Regions from separate parts of the Danio rerio genome. Here region 2 is linked to region 1. Evidence: chromatin contacts called from public Hi-C data. All regions are on one chromosome and are shown on one strand. The core of a region is the stretch at or near the end of the contact, and the rest is flanking DNA. Distances in the headings are between cores, read along the strand shown.

Evidence for each region. A called contact is a pair of places that touch in the nucleus more often than the background predicts.
Region 2: a Hi-C map of embryo shows a contact between it and region 1, with 2.3 times the contacts expected there. The contact joins the enhancer-like site here to the promoter of neo1a in region 1. A contact is called at or near these places in 2 of 18 Hi-C or Micro-C datasets (embryo and an unstated tissue) and 1 of 4 datasets of contacts at active chromatin or transcription factors (embryo).

What each region holds. Positions count from the first base shown.
Region 1 is chr7:68,707,815-68,710,926 of GRCz12tu, reverse strand. neo1a (neogenin 1a) reads right to left here and starts at 1,780. Exons shown (of 29, transcript NM_173218.2): 1 at 1,307-1,780. The coding sequence starts at 1,379.
Region 2 is chr7:68,826,551-68,830,000 of GRCz12tu, reverse strand. All of the region lies in intron 1 of neo1a (neogenin 1a), which reads right to left. Among named protein-coding and RNA genes, the nearest start is that of neo1a, 120 kb to the right of the region's middle. Within about 2 kb of position 1,505, at least 3 of the 62 cell types and tissues checked have an H3K27ac peak or open chromatin away from gene starts, as enhancers often do.

The DNA of each region.
Region 1 (3,112 bases), core at 531-3,030:
ACCCAGCCCCCCATTCCTCTCTTTTGTACTGATCTCCAGCAAAGCCTGTGATTTTTTACCACAGCACATTGCTTTTCATGCAGCAGAGCAGCTTTCATCAGCCTCCGCACGCAAGACAGCCCAGCCGCAAACTCCACCACGGCCTGCTCTCACCCTACGTGATCTTAATAAACAAGCACACCTATCCATACTGTAGTGAAAACATGTTGGACGGAGAGTTAAATGATGCATCGTGCACATTTAGCAAGAGCTTTATAATAATCACTATGAATGAATAGTAATAAAGAACAAACAAAAGATTGATTGATTGCAATTTATACTCTCAAAAATGGCATATTTACACAGCTTTGTTAAGGCTGCTCTTTTTGCAGCTCAATATTCTGTGCCAGAATGTAATGAAATGACACATGAACAGCCCTAAAATAAAAAATGGTAGCTCTGACCCAGCTCAGTTCCTGAATCAAAGGCAAGTCTAATGCAGTGTAACTAAAATGTAACAATCACAATCGTTCTCATGTCGGAGTATGTTTTTATTATTCATAAATGTGCTTAAATTCATCATTTCTTTTATTAAATTGAAAACACTTTGTGCAGGCTTTAAAAGTCTGTATAAATATACAATTTGAGGGCATTCTGCATTACCTTTAGACACTTTTTATCTCAGGTGTGTTTTCTTTTAGGTTTCAAGCTGATGAAAGTAATTTAATTTCACTTTTCAATGCAGAACTGCATCAAGACCAATAAAAAGTGTACATATTCTTCCCAAATGCCCTTTTTAATTTTTTTTTTCAAGCATGCATTGAAAAACAAATTCAACTTCTAGCATATCTGCACTGTACAACAATGTTTAAAATCCTAATATAAACTTCTTATGTGTAGTATGATGCAAAAGAAACACTCTTTAAGCCCAATAGAAATTAGGTTATTAGCCTAAAATGAACAATCATTTACGCTGTTTTCCATCAAGCCAGTTTGGTGACTCATTTGTTAATAATAATGAGATTTTCTATTCAGGTGGACATGTTAAGGTGTTAATGCAGATCATACATTTTCCATAAATTAGATTTTCAGAGCAAATATGAAGACCACGGCTGGATTAGACGTAATGTTTTGATTAATGGGGCTGTCAGCAGTACGTGTTCAATGAACTGGATAAATACCATTGATTTTCAAAGTTAGTTGAGATTAAAATGTTAGTCACACACACTCGTTCCTGCACATATTTACACATATTTCACACTCTTGGGAACAACAGGGAGCGGGCTGCGCCGCAGAAAGTTTGAATGCTCTTCAATCCCATTCTTACCTTTTTCAGCATGTGAAACTGTGATCGTGAGGCAGAAAAGAGAGAGGAGCAGCCGGGCTCCCCGCTCCGCCATCACTTTAAACACGAATAAAAGAAGTGTGAAAAGCCACGGAATCAATCCTTATTTAAAATCCCTCTGATCGTGCGCACGGAGCAGTTCAACAGTGTGAACACATCCGGAACGAGTTACTTCCGAAAGTTGCCGAAGGAAACATGAAGCTCGTTGAGCAGAGACACACGACCAGTCGCAGAAATGCGCTTTGAAACTTCAACAGGCGACCGAGAAAAATCAAAGTCAATCCATATTTCCGAGATTAGACCAACGCCGAGCTGGAGTGTAGCGAAATGCGAGGCGTCAGCGCAGACATAATGTGTAAAGGTGAAGAGAGAGAGAGAGAGTCAGTCCGGACGGTTGGAGATATTTTTCACTGATCTCACTGAGAGAGAAAGAGAGCAGTAGGAATTCAGATCGGAACCTGGGAAAGCCGGAAGTGGATTTCAAAGAGATCGGGATTCACCTTACTTGGCAACCACAAAAGCCTGAAATGGCGTTAAAAATGTTTTTTTCTAGACAACAATTTGAAGTCTTTTTTTTTTTTTTAGATAGATTTATAATTATATTATTGTTAAAAGTGATTTGTTACCACTATCATACCCTCTTATATATAGGGTACGGTAGTGGTTATAAAAATCACTTATATTGTAAACTTTACATTTATGGGGCTAAAATCAAGAAAATCGTTCATTCATTCGTTCTCTTTTTGGCTTAATCCCTTTATTAATCTGGGGTCGCCACAGCGGAATGAACCGCCAACTTATCCAGCATATGTTTTACGCAGTAGATGCCTTTCCAGCCGTAACCCATCCCTCGGGAGACACTCATACACTCTCATTATCACACATATACAATATGAACAATTTAGCTTACCCAATTCACCCATACCACATCTTTGAACTTGTGGGGGAAACCGGAGCACCTGGAGGAATCCCGGGCAAACGCGGGGAGAACACACAAATTTCACGCAGAAATGCCAACTGACCCAGCCGGGGCTCAAACCAGCAACCTTCTTGCTGTGAGGTGACAGCGCTACCCACTGCCCTGCCTAAAATCAAGAAATAATTTTTATTATTGGTTTTAAATTAAACTGCATGGGTCACCCCAAAGTGCAAATTTGCTACTATTTTACTCACCACATAACATACAAGCAGGGGTGAATTTAACCAATAAGCGAGGTAAGTGGCCGCTTAGGGTCCCAGAAAATCTGGGGGACCCCAATAAATATCTAGAAGTATAAATGATCTATAAACAATATATAACATCGTTTTCTATCATATTTTGTATAGTGAGAGTCAAGCTAATAAAATTTGAACACAAATATTATTTAATATGCGATAAAATGTAATATTATTTATTATAATAATGTATCGTTATGTAATGATAATATTATAAAACAAAATATCCACCACCCCAAGTCATGGAGCAGTCCAGCAGTCAAATTTACAAAATTATTTTTAGTTGTAAATTCATTTTAAGGAAACAAATAATTTAAAATGTAGAGAATGCATTAAGATAAAACCTAGAAAAGGGTTAAGTGATATATTTAAAAATAAACAAAATAAATAAAAGTTAAATATAAGTACAAGGGGAGCACCTCAGGACTTGGGCCCCATGGCTGAATTTGCTGAGGGCTCTTAAATCTCTAAATCCACCCCTACATACAAGATCACATATACAATGCAAACAGGAATATTTTTCACGAGTGATTACTAATGTTGGTTAGGTTACTTTTTAAAAGTAGTCTAATT
Region 2 (3,450 bases), core at 256-2,755, 120 kb before region 1:
ACGGTGGTTTCCAATCCCTGAGAGTTTGTCTCCACACAACACATTTGCCTAAAAGTTTGCAGTGAGTCTGAAGACCTTGGGTGTGTCTCAATTAGTTCCCTTGTTCAGTAGTCAGTGCACTGCTCAGGTAGCCAGCTCTATTATGTGCAATCTCAACCGCAAAATTCTTCCAGTGCACTACTATCCTGAGAGTTTAGCTCCAAAACCAATTCACCACACCAGAATAAGCTAATGAAGTTCTTCTGGATTACTGAGATTATAAGCAGATGAGTTTGACCAAGGTGGGTAGTCCCAGATAAAGAAGGAAATAAATCAAAGGAAAGTGAGTAAACGAGTAAGTGATATACTCCTTCATGTTTAACACAGTGGTGTCCAATCCCTGAGGGTTTGTCTCCAAACAACACATTTGCCTGGAAGTTTGCAGTGAATTTGAAGACCTTGGGTGTGTCTCAATCAGTTCCCTTGTTCAGTAGTCAGCGCACTGCTCAGGTAGCCAGCTATATTAAGTGCAGTCTCACCCACAAAATTATTCCAGTGCACTAAAATGTTCACTCCCTTAAAAGTGCCACAATGCACCGTGAAAATCAGGGAGCATCGATGCTCACTATGGTCCCTTAATGAATGTTCTAAAGCACCAATTATGAGTCACGTGAACCAAATCACCAAGCATAATGACAAACAAGAGACATTTTTTCAAAAGAAACTTCTCATAATTATATTTAACCATAAAAGAACAACAACTTTATAAACAAACTTAGACCGGTACCGAACAACCTAGCAAACATTTATAACTGATTAATGGCTGAAATGTTGCTGGTATATGTAACAATCAAATTATTTATCTATAATGTGCTTTAAACAAAACAAAAAAACTATAAATTATTTATAATTAATAAATAAATTATATATTATAAATAATTTATTCAAAAATTTTAATGCTGTTCAATGAGGAAGTTTTTGTACCACACTAACCGAATTTGTGTACATGACCTACTGCTTCACAACCTCGGGAGCTAGGGATCTGATTGAGATGCAACTCTCGACTTGCTGGTTCAGGAGTGTTTAATTATGGATAAAGCTAAACTCTGCAGGACAGCAGCCCACCAGGAACAGGTTTGACAGTAGAGAATTGTTAAAGTTACCCGAGCTATAGACATTTTAGCTGCCTTTCTGAATAATAACTTACAGGCATAAAAATGTGAAAGTATTGTATTGCATCATATTTTGACTTGCTTGCACCTATTCTAAGGTTCATTCAAACAGTGAAGGTTTTATCTCACATGATTTAAAGTATCTTGTAATGGAGTTTGCGGGTGTTGGTCAGATAGGAAGTTTCAGGGTCTGTTGGTAGTAATTGTGGTCAGCCCTCTGTCCACTTAGAGGGGCCTCCTGGAACTAAACACTTATATGCTGACTCACATTTGGACTTATAGAAATGGCAACGAAAGCATTACAGCAGCTGCTTTTGTTGGCTGTACTGTTCTCCGGCTGTATAATTGCACTCTGGCAAATGTTAGGCTGTGCTCGAAAAAGTTTACTCAAGACAAATGCGAGGTAATAGTGATCCCAGCATAAACACATCTGGATTAGATTTATTTCTGTAAGATAGATGCAAGTTCTGTTCACATTGTCAACACTGTATAGTCCAAAGGTAACTGTCTAAATAGTCCAAAGTTAGCTTTTTACAAAGATTTTCCATACCAAAACTGATTATAATAGACATCATTGTAGTGTACAATGGAGTCTAAAGGTTAGTTTATACTTCAGTGTCAAGTGATTGTCATGCCCCATGGTAGTCGTGCATTCTGGGTGTTCTGCACGCTGTTTGTGTTGCTCTGCAATGACACATCCAAAACACTAGCTGGCAGAAGACTTTTATGTTCCTCTGTTTAGAGTTTGCAGGTGTTTTCTCTGAATGCTACCTTAATGTACAAGTAGCTAAAACTGCTCATTCAGAGGTGGAAACTGGTGGACGTGCTATAACTTTAATCATAAGGTAAACACTAAACAAAAGTTTCCAACTAGAGCTGCTTCATGGGACTCGACACTTGCAAGCACTCGCTCCATCGAGCTTGCAGCTATCACACACACTTGTCACAGCTACCAAGCTGACCAATCACAAAGCTTGCGGTATGTGTCGTTGCAAATATCAGCCACAGCGAGGGCTATTGGACCGCATGAAGGTTGCGCCAGGGCATACGCATGTGTTTGAGGCAGAAGTATACATTAGCCTTAAGTGTCTGAGACCACAAGTTTTACCTAGTACTGTATAATATTTCATTATAAATAAGTGCTGGGCAATAAATCGAAATAAAATTGGAATAGGAATCATGATTTAGAAAGTATCATTTCAAAATTCTTGAATTAGAACACAACTTTGCTTCTTTTTTCCATGAATTACACATTTGAACGAATCAATTGAATGAATGATTTCATTGCAAACTCTTCCGAATTTCTGGTGTCTTTTTCAACGGAAGGACGGATGACTTAAACTGAAGAGTTTAAATTGTCTGTATTTATTTGGACCATATCTGGAATATCTAACTTTATGTCAAGTGTTTCACATTGGCTTTTCATTACAGTTACCCAGAAATCAATATGTAAAATACAATAGGTGATTGTCTAGCAGAAGCCATTTTGGTAATGCTGGTTGAAAGTCTCTCCACATCATGATAACAATCACTAAACTAAGTGGTTCAGATGTCTTTTTATGTATTTTATTATTCCTTGAAAGTTGTAAGACCAAGAAAAGTTTGGTCTGAATATTGTGATAGGCTGCCCTAATGGCCTTTAAAAATAGGTAATCGCATACCTCTGTGCTCCGTTAGAAAGGATAACATCATTAGAAAGTCACAGTGAATACCAGGTATACAACATACTACCTCTTTTTTTAGGTTTGGGATTGGTTTCGTAATTACCAACTGTACTGTAAAGTTTTATCTCCGGTAAATGTTATAAGATGTATTGTAGTGATTTTGTTTAGTGCACGTTCATGCATTGGCATGGCTTTGGATGGCCATTTAAAAGCTGGCATGTGGCTTTTAAATGCTATCAGGCTAACGTTAACATTTTCCAAGATCTCCAATTAAACCTTTAAAGATTTCTCTAGATTATTTTATGCCCAGATGCGTTCCAAGATATTTTAAATAATTTCATGTACCATGCCCTATGTTACCACTATACCATAACAGAGGCGACTATCCAATAATGAATAGAGATCTAAAAGTGTTTTCCACAGATGGAAGGTCCTAAATTCCATTGGCGAGAAGGGAATTCAACCCCAGAGCAAAGCATCTGAAGATCAGCATACTTAATCATTAGCATGTTAACGGCTGTTTGGATCATGCATAGAAGAGGTGTGCAATACCATTAGCTACGACTGATGACCATCTGCTGCTACTCAGACTCTGCATCCCAGAGTCCCACAGTAAAGCTGAGACTGACACCACA